Linked DNA regions of Anas platyrhynchos: region 2 is linked to region 1. Evidence: chromatin contacts called from public Hi-C data. All regions are on one chromosome and are shown on one strand. Each heading gives the region's core, a stretch centred on a gene start, on an enhancer-like site or on the middle of the called end of the contact. The rest is flanking DNA. Distances are from core to core; before and after follow the strand shown.

What was found. A called contact is a pair of places that touch in the nucleus more often than the background predicts.
Region 2: a contact with region 1 is called in a Hi-C map of small yellow follicle, with 2.6 times the contacts expected there. The contact joins the enhancer-like site here to the promoter of FOXL2 in region 1. A contact is called at or near these places in 2 of 8 Hi-C or Micro-C datasets (F5 follicle and small yellow follicle).

Annotation. Positions count from the first base shown.
Region 1 is chr9:18,776,543-18,784,308 of IASCAAS_PekinDuck_T2T, reverse strand. It overlaps FOXL2 (forkhead box L2), which reads left to right and starts at 4,246. Exons shown (of 1, transcript XM_027463986.3): 1 at 4,246-6,738. The coding sequence starts at 4,689. The coding sequence ends at 5,612.
Region 2 is chr9:18,818,377-18,826,142 of IASCAAS_PekinDuck_T2T, reverse strand. All of the region lies in intron 2 of LOC106019814 (a long non-coding RNA gene), which reads left to right. Among named protein-coding and RNA genes, the nearest start is that of FOXL2, 42 kb to the right of the region's middle. Within about 2 kb of position 4,157, at least 7 of the 8 cell types and tissues checked have an H3K27ac peak or open chromatin away from gene starts, as enhancers often do. A contact at or near this core is called in F5 follicle and small yellow follicle, where this site is marked.

The DNA of each region.
Region 1 (7,766 bases), core at 2,997-5,496:
CTTTGTCTGAAAAGAGGAGGCTGGCTTGTTTGTTTTTATTTGCAGCATTCGGCAGCATTGCTGTAGGCCACTGACGGCAGGATGGCAGTAACACAGGATTATCCTGCAGAGCCGTAACTAGTGAATCCATAACAGCCAACCTGAACTCTGCTGCGGGCTGCCATTTAATACCACGAGAAACTGTTTGCATTTCATCATGTAACCGGTTGTGTGAATTCAGGAACCTTCCCTGGATCGGGCTGTGTTTTCAGATGAAAGGGAGAAACTACCAAATGACAAAGTGAAATATATCGTTTGTTTTCCTGTGGGCCTGTCCTCTGAGCATAAACAAACACACCGGAGTGAGGGCTGCGGCTCATGCTGCAGGGAAGGAAAGTGGGGAGAGAAGGGGTGGAAAGGAGGAACGCAAGGGGGGAAAGGTTGAAGGCTCCTTTCTAACGAGATAGATTTCTTTGATATGCAGGCAGTAGGAACAGGCTCGAAATGAAAGAGACCGTGCAAAGTATCTCCGCGGTGTCAGCTGAAGGGTAAAATCCGCTCTGCTGATCTTCAGACCCTTCCTTCTAAAATTCCCGTTGGAAGCAGTGCAGAATTGAGCCCGTTTGTGACTTTTCCCTCAGGCCCTGTTAGATCAGCTTTTATTCAATGTGATTGCAGTCCGGATCATAATAAAGTTATTCTGTTCCTCATGAAGCTCACATTATGGATGTGCAGCCATCATGGTCTATGGACTGCCTAATTTTTCCTGTAAAAACAGAAAGCCTTCTACGGCTGGGAGCTTGTAAAAACAAGCCCGAAGCTACCCGAATTTTTAGCTTTGCCGTACAAACGAGAAACTCAATTCTGCGCTGCAGAACGTGTCTGCACCTACACGCGCTCGGGCGTTTGACAATGAGACTCATTCATGCAGAAGAAGACCCTGTCCAGGTGAATGTCCCCTTGTCCCGGCGCCACCCGCCTCCGAGGAGCGGCCGGGGAGGGCGAGCAGCGAGGGCAGCGGCAGCCGCCGGGCTCCGAACGAAAGCTGCGGCCGGCACCGCGGCTCCGCCGAGCAAACCGCGTCCCCCGGCCGGGAGCCGGCCCCCGGGCCAGGTGCCGCCGCCGGGGGCTCGGCAGGCCGGGGCCGAGCGGGTGGTGGCGGAGCGGGGCGCGTCCCCCTGCGCGTCCCCCTGCGCGTCCCGCTGCGCTCCGCAGCGCCGGGTGCGGGACCCGGAGGCGCCGTGCCCTTGTTTTACACAAGGTTGGTGCGGGAATAAAGAGTCAGCGATCTTAAGGGCTTTGGGAGAAGAACAAGGGGAAAAACAAAAAGCAAAAAAAAAAAAAAGAAAAAGGAAAGGGAAGAAGGCAGAAATGCTTGCGACGGTGTCACGGTAACTCCCCTTTCCCGGATGCTCCGGCAGCAGCCGCGCCGAGGAAGCGGCCGGTCCGGGGGCTCGGGGCTGGGGCCCACCCGCGGCCGTGCCCCCGCCACGGGAGCCCGGTGAGCCCGGCCGAGCCCCGCTCCTGCTGCCGCGGCGGTGCCGAAAGGGGCCGGGGCTCGGGGCTGGGGCTCGGGGCTGCGCGGAAACGGAGCCCAGCGGGCGGCAGGAGGGGCCCTGCCCCGGGACCCGCTCGGGGGAGTTCCCCGCCGGAGGCTCGTTTGCTCTCCAGGAGGGAAAAAAAAAAAAAAAAATAGAAAAGAAAAGAAAGAAACCGTTCGGGACACAAAGTCTGCCACGTTTCCGACCCAACCAACCTCAAACCTTCCAGGTAGCGATCGGCTCCGCTGCCCGCACCGGGTGAGTAGAAAGGCGGGGAGGGGCTGCCGGGCTCTCCCCGGGCCGTGCCCGCTGCCCCCGCCGTGCTGCCCGCCGCGGGGCTGGGGCAGGGCAGGGGTGGCCGGGCCGCGGGGCTCTCGCCGCGCTCCCCGCCGCCTCCCGTGCTTCGCTCCGGACTCGGCACCGGCTCCGGGGGCACAGCGGAGGGGCCGATCGGGGAGGGGGGCCCGGCCCGGCTCCGTGCCGGAGGAGGAGGGCGAGGCCCCGGCGCGCAGCCCCCCTCGGGGGCCGTCTTAGCGGCGGTGCGCGGCCGGGGCTGAGCCGCGCTCTGTCCGCCGCCGTCCCCGCCGTGCTGCACCGGGAAGGGGCCGCTCGGCCCCCGTGGGAAGGCAGCGGGAGCCCTGTTCCCGCTGCCCCGTAGGGACCCCCGCTGGACTCTGCCCCTCGCCGCAGCGGGGCGGGCACCGGGCGCCGGCGCCGTGGCCCCGCTCCGCTGCTCGCCCCCCCTCGTCCTCCCCGCGCCCCGAGGGCAGCTCCGCCGCCGCCTCTTGCACTCCGTTAGCCCGGCTCCGTTACCGGCACCGTTACCGGCGGGCAGCCCGCGGGGACCTTCCCACCCCATCACCGGGCCAGTGCCCGCCGCCCCCCACCCCTCCTGCTGCTTGCAGTGCTCCCGCTGCCACATTGCTGGGGGCCGGGGAGACCCCAGCGCCCGGCTCAGCCGCAGCAAAACCCACTCCGGGCCGGGCTCCAGCGGCGCTGCTGCGGCGGGGCCCCAGCCGGGACAGGGAGCAGCGGGGCGGCCCGGGGGGGCCCGACGGCATCGCCTGGCGGCGAGCTCCCGTTCTGCCGGCATGTCCCTCCGTGGGGCTGCCGAAAGGGAAAAAAAAAAATAAAAGAGAGGGGGGAAAAAAAAGCCCCTTGGATGTCAAATGTCCTGTGTGAGCGAGCGGGCCCTGCGGAGGAGCTGCGCGCCCGGTTTGGGAGCGCGGAGGGAGGTCGGAGCCGCTTGGAGGAGGTGATGACACACGCGGCCGTGCTGTTGCACCTGCCCCGGCTCTCGCCGCGGAAATGCCTGCGAGGAGGCCGCCGAGAGCAGCCTGGGTGGCCGGCAGCGGGGAGCTCGGCCCGGCCCTGGGGAGCTCGGCGGGCCCGGCACGGCGCGGCCCGGCACGGCTCGGCACAGCTGGCCCCGGCTGCCCTGCGCGGGGCTCGCCGCCGGGAGCCGGGCAGAGAGCCGAGGAGGGCGGCCTCGTCCCGGCCTCGTCCCGGCCGCTCGGGCTCTGCCCGGGGTTGCCGAGGGGGCTTCGTGCGCCCGTCCCGGCTCTGCGCGCCTCGCTGCCACGGCCACACGCACGGAGTTCGTTGTTTTGGGTCCACGTTTCTCGGCCGCCGTGAGGCAAGCCATCAGCCTACACGGCCGCAGGCGAAGGTGCGGAAAGGTGTTTTAACCGAGACTGTAACAGCGCCCGCGAAGGGCACCCACACTGCTCCGGTAAAATAGGCTCGGGCACCGTGGGCTGCCCTCGCCCCGAGCGGCCTCTCCCGGCGGGGCCCGGGTCCGGGGGGTGCACAAAGCCCCTGCGCGCCCCGTCGGGAGCCGCCGGCTGCACCGGGCACGGCGCTGGCGAGCCGCCGTCCCTCCGGGCTTGGCTGCGGTTACAGAAACCGATGCGGGACGCTAAGTCGGGTGGGGCGGGGGAAAGCGCTGCGCTGCCGTCCGCGCTCCTGAAAGCCAGAAGCGGGGCTGGGGGCCGGGACCCGGCGGCCGCAGCCACCGAGGCCGCGCCAGGGGCTCCCCGGGGTGTTCTCGGCCGAGCGGGGAGACGGGGCCGGGCTGCGGGCGGACCCCGGGGCAGGGCAGAGCGGGGCCCCAAGGCTCTGCGGGGCTCGGCCCGGCCGCCGGCCGTGCCCGTCGGGGGGGCAGCAGGAACCTCGGCCCCTTTGTCCAGCACCCTCGGGCCCGCCCGCCCGCTTTGCCACTGCGGGCAGAGCCGCCCCGTTACCCACTTGTGGTTAGGGGACACCGCTCGTGCCCGGCCCGCTTCGCGCTGCCTCTCTGCGGCTCGGGGGGCGCTGCCCGCGGGCAGAGGAGGGCAGCGGGGGGCGATGCGCGGACAGGCGGCAGCGCGGCGGGTGCTGGCCGTGCGCTGCGGCTCCGGGCGGCGCCCCCGCGACACGGGCGGCGGGGCCCGGCGGCGGGCAGCGCTAGCGGCCGCCCTGGGCTCCCCGGGCGCGCTCGGGCGGCGGGGCCCGCTGCCGGCACGCATAAAGGCGGCGGCGTGTGCGGCTGGCCCCTGACAGCCCCGCGGCAGGGGCAGGGGCAGGGGCAGGGGCGAGCGCCGCGTCTCCCCGCCGCCCCCCCGCGGCGGCCCCCCCGCGGGCCCCGCCGGGCTCCCCGGGAGGCAGAGGGCGGGCGGCGGCGGCGGGGCTCGCTCGGCGGCCCCCGGCCCCCCCGGCGGCGAGGCAGGGCCGGGCCGGGCCGGGCCGGGGCGGTTCCGCCGCGCTCCGCTCCGCAGCGCTCGGCGGGGCCACGTCGGGCCGCGTGTGCGCGGGGCTGAGCGCGGCGCCGTGACTGCGGAGTGAACTCGGCCGTGCCCAGCGGCTCGGCGGCGATAGGGGAGCGGGCTCCTGACGAAAGCGGAACTCGGCCGGGCCCATACAAATCAGAAAAGAGCCCGGCCGCCGCGGCAGAGGGGAGCGGAGCCCGCGGGGGCAGGGACGCCGCCGCCGCCGCGCTGCACGGAGCAGCGGCGCCGCGAGAGGCGCCTCCCGATCTCCATCCCGGCCCCGGCTCCGGCCCCGGCTCCGGCCCCGGTCCCGGCGAGCCCCGCACGGGACGGCCGCCAGCAGCGGGCTCGGCGCAGCGCGCACCGGCAGCGCTCGGCACCGCGCAGCGCTGCGCGCCCCGGGCGGCGGGCGCGGGGCACCATGATGAGCAGCTACCCGGACGCCGAGGAGGACGCGGTGGCGCTGCTGGCTCATGACAGCGGCGGCAGCAAGGAACCGGAGCGGGGCAAGGAGGAGCTGGGCGCCGACAAGGGCCCCGAGAAGCCGGACCCGTCGCAGAAGCCCCCCTACTCCTACGTGGCCCTGATCGCCATGGCCATCCGGGAGAGCGCGGAGAAGAGGCTCACGCTGTCCGGGATCTACCAGTACATCATCAGCAAGTTCCCTTTCTACGAGAAGAACAAGAAGGGCTGGCAGAACAGCATCCGCCACAACCTCAGCCTCAACGAGTGCTTCATCAAGGTGCCCCGGGAGGGCGGCGGCGAGCGCAAGGGCAACTACTGGACGCTGGACCCCGCCTGCGAGGACATGTTCGAGAAGGGCAACTACCGCCGGCGGCGGAGGATGAAGCGGCCTTTCCGGCCGCCCCCGACCCACTTCCAGCCCGGCAAGACCCTCTTCAGCCCCGACAGCTACGGCTACCTCTCCCCGCCCAAGTACCTGCAGTCCACCTTCATGAACAACTCGTGGCCGCTGGCGCAGCCCCCCGCGCCCATGCCCTACGCCTCCTGCCAGATGTCTGGTGGGAACGTCAGCCCCGTCAATGTGAAAGGACTCTCGGGCCCGGCCTCCTACAGCCCCTACTCGCGGGTGCAGAGCATGGCGCTGCCCGGCATGGTGAACTCCTACAACGGCATGGGCCACCACCACCACCACCACCCGCACGCCCACCACCCGCAGCAGCTCAGCCCCGCCAGCCCCGCGCCGCCCGCCGCCCCGGCCGCCAACGGGGCCGGCCTGCAGTTCGCCTGCGCCCGCCAGCCCGCCGAGCTGTCCATGATGCACTGTTCCTACTGGGAGCACGACAGCAAACACAGCGCCCTGCACTCCCGCATAGACATCTAGGGAGGCTCCGACCGGCCGCCGCCGCAGAGTGCCCCGGCCCCGGCCCCGGCCCTGCTCCGCTCCGCTCCCGCCGCGTTCCGTGCGCTGTCGTGTGCCTCCTCCTCCTCCTCCTCTTCCTCCCTCTCCTCTCTCTCTGTGCCCGAAGCGTGGCGCTGGGGAAAAGCCCCCCCTGCTCCGCGTCTGCCTAAGCGCGGAGCCCGGGCGGGCTGCTCCCCGCTCTGTCTGTCTGTCTGTCTGTCTGTCGCTCTGTCCGTCCGTGTGTTCGTTCGTTCCTCGGGGCCTGGGGCTTGTTTTCTCGGTGCTTTTGGGGAGGGGGGGCGCGATGACAAGCAGGCCGGCTACCCCTCAACTCTCTGCCCCGTTCGAAGCCGGCCTCGGCGCTCTCGGGCTCGGAGCGCCCGGGGCTGTGGCGGTCCCGGGGCCGGGGCCTAGGCGCCGCCGTGCGCCGCCGAGCTCGGCCTCCTCCTCCCCTTCGGCCTCTCTTTCTGCTTCCTCGGCCTGCAAAAACACTGCGCTTCTTCCGAGCTGTGCCTTCTCTTCGAAATAGTGCTGATGGGGGGACTGTCGTAGCCGCAGGAGAAGTGCGATGTCGCTGGTTGTTAGAAGCCAACAAACAAAACCCGCCAGGGTCACTCGTGAAACGTTTCGGCAGCGGTAGATGTATTTTTAAAGGAGACAATGTCCTCTGAGGTCTTAAAAGTAATTTTATACAGGTCTAAAAAAATATTCTGATGTTATAAAAAGAAAAAGAAAAAAAAAAAAAGACGGTTTCCTATGAAATTTGAATATTTTTCCAAGCGCATATTATTATTAATAATGAAAGTTTAAACTATCTTCGTATTTTTCGACCCCAAATCTGGCCCAAAATGGATTTTCGGTAGGTTCTGCTTTTGAATGCTTTTTCTTGAAACGTTTTGATCCTTCGATTTTACATAGATTAATGTGAAAAGAAATAGCGTTTATAATACAGGGGCCAGTTCATAGCGATTTTATAAGTGTTTATGTAAGCTGATAGATGCTGTGGCATAGTACCATTTTGGGACCAACTTTTCTAGAGCGAACTAGCACTTTTATTGTACTTTCTAGCATTGTAAAGTCTCCAATAAAACGCTTTTCTTTCTCTCGATACCGTTGTCTTTCACTCCGCTCCCCCGCGCTGCTGCTCGGTCGGGAGGCGGCGGAGCTCCGCGCTCCCGGAGCCGCTCCCGGAGCCGTCCCGGAGCCGCGGCAGGCGCGGGCCGGGCTCGGGGCGCGGAGCGGGGCCGGTCGGAGCCGGCCGGGGCCGCTGCCAGGCGGCGGAGCGCGGCGGGACGGCACTGCCCGGGGCACCGGCGCTGCCGCGGCGCGGCTCCGGGCTCCGCTTTCGTTTCGGCCCCGCTTGCTCGGGGCCGCGGAGCCGCGCCGCGCTCTCCCGGCCCGGGCCCTCCCTCGGACGCCGGGCCGGGCCGGTGCGGGGATGCGGGGGTGCCGCTGGGTCGCCACCACCCCGGGGACCCCCCCCCCCGGCGCTCGCCCTCCATCCCGGGGCCTCCTGCAGCCTCCCTGCTCGGAGGACCGGGGCAGCCCCAGCCCGGGCTCCGGAGCCGCAGCGTCCCGCACGGCCGGAGGAGCAGCGCCGGGCCGCCCGGCCTCGCTGCCGCCGGGGGCTTCGAGGTGCGGCCGGTCCCGGGCCCAGGGACGGCGCCGGGAGCGGTGCCGTGCCCAGGCGGTGACCCCGCAGGGACAGAGCCCGGCCCGGCGCTGCGTGGCCCGGCAGCCGGCTGTGCCCGTAGCAGGAGCCAGGGAGCCGCGCTTTCAACCCGCGGTGGGCGGCGGGCTCCCCGGGCGGCACGGCCTCCTTGCCCCGGGGCTCCCGAGCGGGGAGCGGCGGGGAGCGGGCCAGGGAGGCCCCGGGCTGCTTTCTGCCGGGTGCCGGGGGAGGGCCGGGCAGCGGCGGCTCGTCCCGCCCGGGCCCTGCTCTGTTCGCCCGAGCTCCCCGGCCCCAGCGCGGCCCGCGGTCAGCCGGTGCCGCCGTCGCGCCCGTGGGGTGTTTCTGCGGTCGTTCTCCGTGTGTTACAAACAAGGGCAATGCTGGATGGAAACCCGCGTGGTTTATTAAGCAGCCACCGTGTCCTGGGCACGGCCGCGGCTCCGCCGCCTCCAGCTTTGCCTCCC
Region 2 (7,766 bases), core at 2,908-5,407, 42 kb before region 1:
TGACAGTTTGACATACAGCAACTTCATAGCTAAAACCAAAACCGGTACCATGTTTCAGTCCTCACATCATGTTGGGTTGGTGGCAATATTGGTGTCTTCAGAAATGAACCAGTTAGAAATTAAAAAGCAGGACACTGATGTATTATTCAAAAATTCATTAAGATGAACTTTTCTCTTCCTTTTAAGGATCCGTTAATGCTGACATTTCAAATGAAACTTCAGTTTCAGAGGAAAAAAAGCACACATGCTTTTTAAGAAAAAGTCCAACAAAATTTATGTAAAACCTTTGTGTATTAAGCATTCTCCTACCTCCTGATACAGCTGTCCCTCAAATAAAACTCCTGTTTCTCACTGTAAACAGCAAACACCATGACCACGAGCGTGCCTTCCCTCCGCCTTCTGCTCGAGAGATGTTGACACATAGAAGTGGCAAAGAGGAAGGTGCAAACAGATGAAAATCCCAGCTGAATGAGTGGGTTTTTAATCTTCTTGCACCTGTTTCCAGGAGGGGAGTGTGACAGTGATAGGGTGCAGAAAGGAATGCCACAACCTGGGCAGCAGGATGGGGGTGGAGGCAGAGGTCCCCTGGGAGTGGGGTGGGGGCGGGAGGGGCAGCAGTTTGCATCATACCACAGACCTTGCATTTGGACCAGCTGTGGTATTAAAGACAAAAATATTAATAAAGCAAGCCAAATAATTTAAGGGCAGCATTTAGGTGTGGAGTTTACGTAGGGGAAGAAATGTGTTTACCTGCACAAGGATCTAGCACAATGTGAAAGTATCAGCTTTTGAAATAATTTTGAAATCATTTCCAAAAGAGATTTTTCTGACAAAATTGTGATGACTCTGCTGCATGGATTTCATGCACAGCAGAATGCATTCCTATTTCCCGAGGTAAGTGCCTGTGCACAAAGTGGGGTGCTAAGCGGTTAAAAGGAGTGCACTGAAAATGCAAATTGTCCCGGTAGGAATTGCTGTTGGAGTTGAAGAGGACAGTGCAGCCTCTGCAGAGGGGTCTGCCCTGAAGAGCTGATGTGCTCTCAAGATGCAGAGCAGGGAGTGCAGAAGGAGTTGTCTGGAAGTCTTTTCAACACCATTTTATATATCTCCAGCAGTAAATCACTAACGTCCTCATGCTTAGCAAGCCTGAACCCACACTTCAGAAAAGAGTCTGGTTGGAGTGCAGGAAGACACCCAGGGTTTCCAGCTGCTCGTCCCCCAGCACTCCTATACATAAAAGTGACAGAGTTTGCAAAAATATTATACTTCACAATGTTTCTGGAAACTTGCAAACCTGTCCCTTTGTAGCAAGGAGCTGGATCCTGAGTCAGCTACTTTACTGCTAGGGATGGAGACTTAAGGCAGGTACGGCTTAGTTCTAGTCTAGTTACATTTACAGTCCTTCAAAATGATGCAGACCAGAAATTAATTTCAAATGTTGTTTAAAATTCCTTGTTGTTGCTATAAATCCTTGTGTTTTTTTTCCCCATTCACTCTTTTGGGTGGACTCCTAGTAAGTTTGACAGGAGCACAGGACATTTTTGATATATGGCATCAGGTCCGTTAGTTCAGAAACCCCACACAGAAGCTTGTTTTTAGAAAGAGAGAAAATAAGATTAAACAGGACAGGGAATGCTGTTATGAAGGAATGAAAATATTTTCATTACTAGAGTATTTGTATGTCAACAGCTGATAGGGAATGATGTGAGACATTCCCAGAAGGACTCCCAAAGATTTTTCCTTGTACAGTAGACCAATTAGCAGAGCCCAGATTAAATGAGCAATGTCACAATGCCTCTTGCATTAAGAAGTGTGACATTCAGGCTCTTTATCTAGTAAATATTTGCTCTTCTTCATCCTTGTGACTTTCATTACACTCCTTTCAACAGCTCTCTGTTCCCAAGTAATATAAGGGAAAATATTAGCTTGTCCAACACAGCTTTAATACATACAGATATTTTTTTTTTTTGTAGTGTATATTTTAAAATATTAAGATGTTTGGTATGCTTACAGAGCATGCACACTTTAAAAGGAGGGAGAGATTAAACTGTTAACCCAGAACTAGTAGTATTTCTAAGCTTACATTGTGAGTTAGTAAAGGAGGAAACGAGCAAATTATGTTTCATACTCTGCCCCCCAGCTCTCCTGATGCAGCCCTTGAACTGGCCCAAAAGAAATTTTTTGAGTTATAGTTGTTTCCTTATGTGGTTTGGAGAGTTGTTTGTTTGTTTGTTTTTTTCCCTAGAACAAACAACTGAATAATTAGATCAAACATAGCTGAAAAACTAGCACTATGAAAAATAAAAATATATTCCTTTGTCTTAGCTTCTAGATTCTACTGCGGAAGTGGCTGTGTTCAGGTGACAGGACTGCTTGCAGCCTCTCCCTGGTTTAGATTTTGTCCATTAGTTTGTCTGAAGAGGCTAGAAGAAATATGGCTATAGACTTAGAGAGTTAGCATTTCACTACATTTAGTTTTAAGATATTTTTCTTATTTCCATGTTTTAAAATTTGCACAACTTATTAGCTAATTGCTTCAATCTTTCTCGGATAACAGAAATAACTGCACCAGGTCATAATTCAGAATCAGATGGCTCATTTGAAAGAGTTGTCTGCATGGCACACCATGGCATTCATTGGAAAAAAGGTAGAAACAGTGGAACTGTACCCGATTATATATCAGCACCTGAAGGACTTGCATTCCACAAGGCTGTTCTCCATATCATTTCATTTCTATGTACTCATCTCCTGATATTTTCACCTCATCTTTATATTCTCCCTTAAAATTGTTTCTCTGCTAATTGCCCTTTTTACATGTGAAGCATGAGACCTCTGTTTCTCAGGTGAGAGGAACACAGAGATGAACAGTTAATTCCACTGGTGATATTTATTAATATTACTGTAGTAAGCCCCAGAATGGGGCCACGATCCTACTGTCCAGGGCATTCTGTGTACACATTGCCATCCTTCCCCTGAAAAGCTTACAATAGCATTGGAGCTGAGAATTTCAAAAGGACTTAAATGTTTTGGGGGTGGGATGAAAAGAAAAAGCAGATGAAATTGTGTCCCTCAGTTATATGTGCAACCTTGTTAATTCCTATCTACATCTCTTTATACAAATATCAGTTGGTTAAGAGCTTGTTGTTTGATAGGATCATCTGTTAGAACCAACATTTTTTTCTTTGTTTTGTATTTATTCTGTCTTCACACAAGCTCTGTGGGACCTTCTTTTGGAAATACCAGCGTTGCTTTAGGAGTAAATGTAATTCATTCTCCAAACGTTTTTTTTCAGATTTTCTTCTGAAATTTATGGATTTCTATTTCAGTATCACAAGTCCTGAGATTCTAGCTGACCCCTTTTTTGGAAGTTGAATTCTGTTTTGCTGAACCACTGGCTATGAGATTAGTGGGATGATGGGAACCTCTACCCTCTGTGAAAAGAATCATAAAACGTGTATGTTAAAAGGGAGGATTGAAATGTGTCAGAAGTCATTGATTCCCTGCATTGTCAGCTCTTCCATATAGGCATTTGCTGTTCCTTATGCTGGTCTGGGAACGCAAATTTCAATGTGTATTTCTTTTGCAGTTCTGTTGTGTGCATGCATATAAATGCATTTAGGAGAAATCATTTTTCTTCCACTATTCTTAAATTGGTTTTAGTTTGCTGTTTTTGGAGATTACCTCCCTTTAGAACAAAGCTGAATATAATACAAATAGAAAAAGCAGAAAAGTGTTACTACTCCCCTTCCCTTTCCTACTCAAAAGATCTCAGAACATGAGGGTACTTTCCCAGAACTGAGCTAAATCCCCTGAATATCGCCTGCGACAGGGGAAAGGGAGCAGGCATGTCGCAGGTTCCTAATTAAAGGACTGTTCCTCTCCATAAGGAGGGATGAGTGTGAAAATAGAGAAGTTAAATCAGCATCTAATGTTGATTATCTAATAATCAAGCTTGAGATGGGCTATTCCCACCCCTAACTATTGCTGGGGTCACTTGGAAGAGGAGCGACTGCAGGGAATACACTAAGGGTGGGGATGCACTAACAAGAATGCAATGAATAACTTGACAAAATTGTGCAGCACTTTACCCATTGCAAAGAAGCCTTCACCTCTTGCTGGAGTTTTTTGGCATCGAGAAGAGCTTATCTTCAAGTAACTTGCAGAGTGTAAGGTGAATTGCAAAAGAGGAATGCAGACAGCTTCTCATATCAGCACATTGTTTTGGTTAAGACTCTACTGGAGTTTTGTAAAATGCATTTGGGGGAGGGGAAACAAGACAAAGTCAGCATGTCCTCTGGATTTTCTTAGTTAATTGAACAAGCTTTACAAGAAATTAACATTTCTAAGTGTAGAAAACAATTGTCATGTTACTTAGTTTTCATATGACTTCAAACATTGTACCAGGCTGTCTAAATAAGAACAAGCCAACAAAACATAAGCTTTGCAGCTCTGGCTGTAAATACAAAGGTGAGGTGAAAGATCCTGCCTCATCAGCAACTGTATAGCAGGTTTATTTTTAGGTCTGTCTTGTTGGGAGTGGCTGTGGATCTTGCAGAGCTCTGAATGTTGGCAAAAGCAAAATTCTTGGTAAAATCACCATTTCCATTACTACTTCTTCTTTCTTTCTGGCTTGTCTGATAACATGCAAAACTATTAACTGCACTTTTCTGGCTTGCATATTTTAAGAACTGCCTATTCATAAGGCTAGGCATCTTGTCTACCTCTTTCCTAACTAAGTTGGTGGGACTCCTACAGGATCCCTACTCCAGAGAGCCGCCTTTTTCATGAACTGAAAATTCAAATGTATTTTCAATATTTGATTAAAACGTACTCATTTCCTTTTACCAAGAATTAAGAACAACAACAACAAAACATTAATGTGCCTGATGTGCTGGCTTTAAATGAACTGTTTCACTGTTCCAGCACTGAAAATCCCTATTGGCTTTGGGGATGCTGTCCTTTGCATTGGAGACACTGCATGTCTCCTGCCAGCATGGTGGTGCTGGTCTCTGCCCAGCATAGCTCTTCAGCAGTCACCTTAATCTTTCTTTGGCCAGGCTTGCCACCATTCTCTGTTGATCTCTTCTTCCTATTGCTTTGCTCTTGTCACTTCTCTCTGTTCTGTGATTTTTCTTTACCACCTTTTGACCACTGAGAAGTTCAGTGCTTGCATTTCCTCAAATGTTTTTTACTTTACACTCTTAAAGGCCTTTATACTTTGTGGTTTTGCAGTTTCTTCTCCAAGAAGTAGGACCATATAGCACTTCTCAGGTAACTGAAGCAAGCCAAGCAAAGCCTCTGATTTAAAAATAATTTAAAGATGAGTTAAAATATAGGGCTTTGGTGATAAATCCCACACTTGAGGGTCCCAACCAGTCAGTGGGAGAGTTCAGTGTTCTGTGCACTTACCTGGTTCCTCAGAGAAGGGAGTGGATTGGGGAGGTTTCACTTTTTTCTTAAAGAATTGAGATTCTGGATAAGAAAACAAGTGTCAACATTGCTGGGGAAGGGGCTGTAGGTATTTGCACTGGTTCTATGGTGTAGAAATCACTGAGCACTTCCGTAAATGCTTGAATAAGGGGTGCCATGATCATAGAAGTTCTTCCTTCCTCAGAAGGATCCCACCTATCTGCCCTTTATCCATGGAGATGATCACAGGTGCTTTGTCTCGATCTTTATTCTCTTCTCTCGCGTGTTCATACTGAAACAGGCTCTCAGGCTCGCAGTGAAATGAGTTTTCTCATCTACTGTGGTCCAGTGCCTTTAATGAAACTATTTGAATGAGTAAGGGATAGTGTGTGGGGTATGAGTCACCCTGGAACTGCATGTTCCCTCCAGGACAACCTTCGGGAGGAGGGGGCGGGCAACATCTGCAAGGATACTGGGGAGAAGGTTACTGCAGGCAGGCCTGGTTATTTGAGCACGGATGGAAAGACAGGGAGACAAACTCTGAGCTCTGCAGACTGGCAGTTCCTAAGCAGGTACATAGATGATTATATCTGAGTAATACCAAGGACCATTGCAGTTGTTAACAAGATGAGATTTGCAAATTCCTTGTCAGCAAATGCCTTCAGGAAGTGTACAGCAGGAAATAAAGAAAGGAGTCCCTGTCTTGTAATCTACAGCCATTTCTGTGGTGTCTGAAGACCTTTCTTTTACCCCGTGCAGTTGAGAGATATTTTCTTAGTGTCAGTGTTGCTTTTGGACTACTACACTTGTCTCATTCTGAAATAACAGGAAAATAGATCTCAGTGTCATGTTGTAGGAACGTATTTAATGTGCAGGTTGCATCTATAGCTGTGAAATTCAGGGAGCTGCTAAGACTAAAAAATGTAAGTAAATATATAAATAAAATATACAAATATTAGACATTTTTCATATAGGCATTATTCTAGGATGACAGTACAGTGGAATGGTCAGCAACGAAGTAAAAACTTTTTTCCTACTAGCTGTTTTTAATATCATTCCATATATACAAATGCATAACCCCATTCTCTCCCATCATGGATTTTTTCCTCCTGAAAATAGATTGTTTGCTAGTGAACCTCTCTTTTATGTACTGTAAGCAATGTAAATCTGTGCAGTTTACCAAGGAGCAATTAAAACGCAACTGAACGGAAGGAACATTGGGCTGAAGCAACGTTTGGTTACTCTGTGGAAAAGAGTAGATGTTTCTGATGCACGTTTAGAGCAACTCCTGCATAAATCTCATGTGATCTGACACACCCCTGTGGCAGCTGGTGATGCTGGATTAAGCTCCCTATCTTTTCTTTTTCTTATCAAAAATTATTTTTTGTGTGTGAGAGAATTAACAGAAATTGCACAGTATGCCTGCCTCTACCTTCAGAATGAAAAAGGTTTCGCTTCCCTTTAGTTTGAGCTGTTAGCCAAAAAGGAAGTTATCTAGTGGCTGACTTTTTTAATGTCTTTTCAACCCTGTACTAAACTCTCTGATAGTCATAGTTTGCTAATAAAAATTATAATAATAATAATAATAATAATAACCTTCTGATTGAACTTCAGTTCTTCACTACAGACTGATCTTGGAGGGTCTCTAGACAGGACTAGATAGGTTGTCTTAATGCCATTAACAGCAAATAATTAGGGGGAGTTAACTAGCAATAGATAGAAAAGCTCCAGGACTGGCAAGCACTTTGCTCAATCTTTTTCTGTTTTCCCCACTTCTTTGTCCCTGATTTTCCCTTTTCTTTCATTTGATGGATCTAGTTAAGTGAGGCTGTTAATTGGCTGTTTTCATAAATTTGGTCCTGACTAAACAAATCCTCTCATCCAGGGCTAAATGAGAGCTCTGTGCAGACAAAAGTAAGAGTGCACCAGTCCCCCTCTGCTTCCCCATAACCACCTTTCCTAACTGCCCTGGCCAGTAGTACGTCTACTCCAGAAAGCTGCCCTTTTCCCATGGACTATAAGCACTTGGCTATTTTGCAAAAATCGACATTTCTAGAGTTTATCGCCAGTTGGTACAGTGACAAAAACGAGGCACAACTTAATGCCCAATGCTTCTCAATTTCAGTTACAATTTTGACTTGTGTACATTTTCCTCATGCCTTTAACAGACAGCAGCTGTGACTTTTGTTCTGACCACCACTCTGTACATCTCTGCTGCCTTCCAGTGTGCCTGTGGGCTGCCCACCATGTCCTCAGCTCCTGAGGGGCCAGGGCAGCGTGCAGCCCTGCTTTGGTGAATTCCAGCAGAGCCATGTTCAGGTTGGTATACGGCAGCACCCTTGGCAGAGGAACACCGC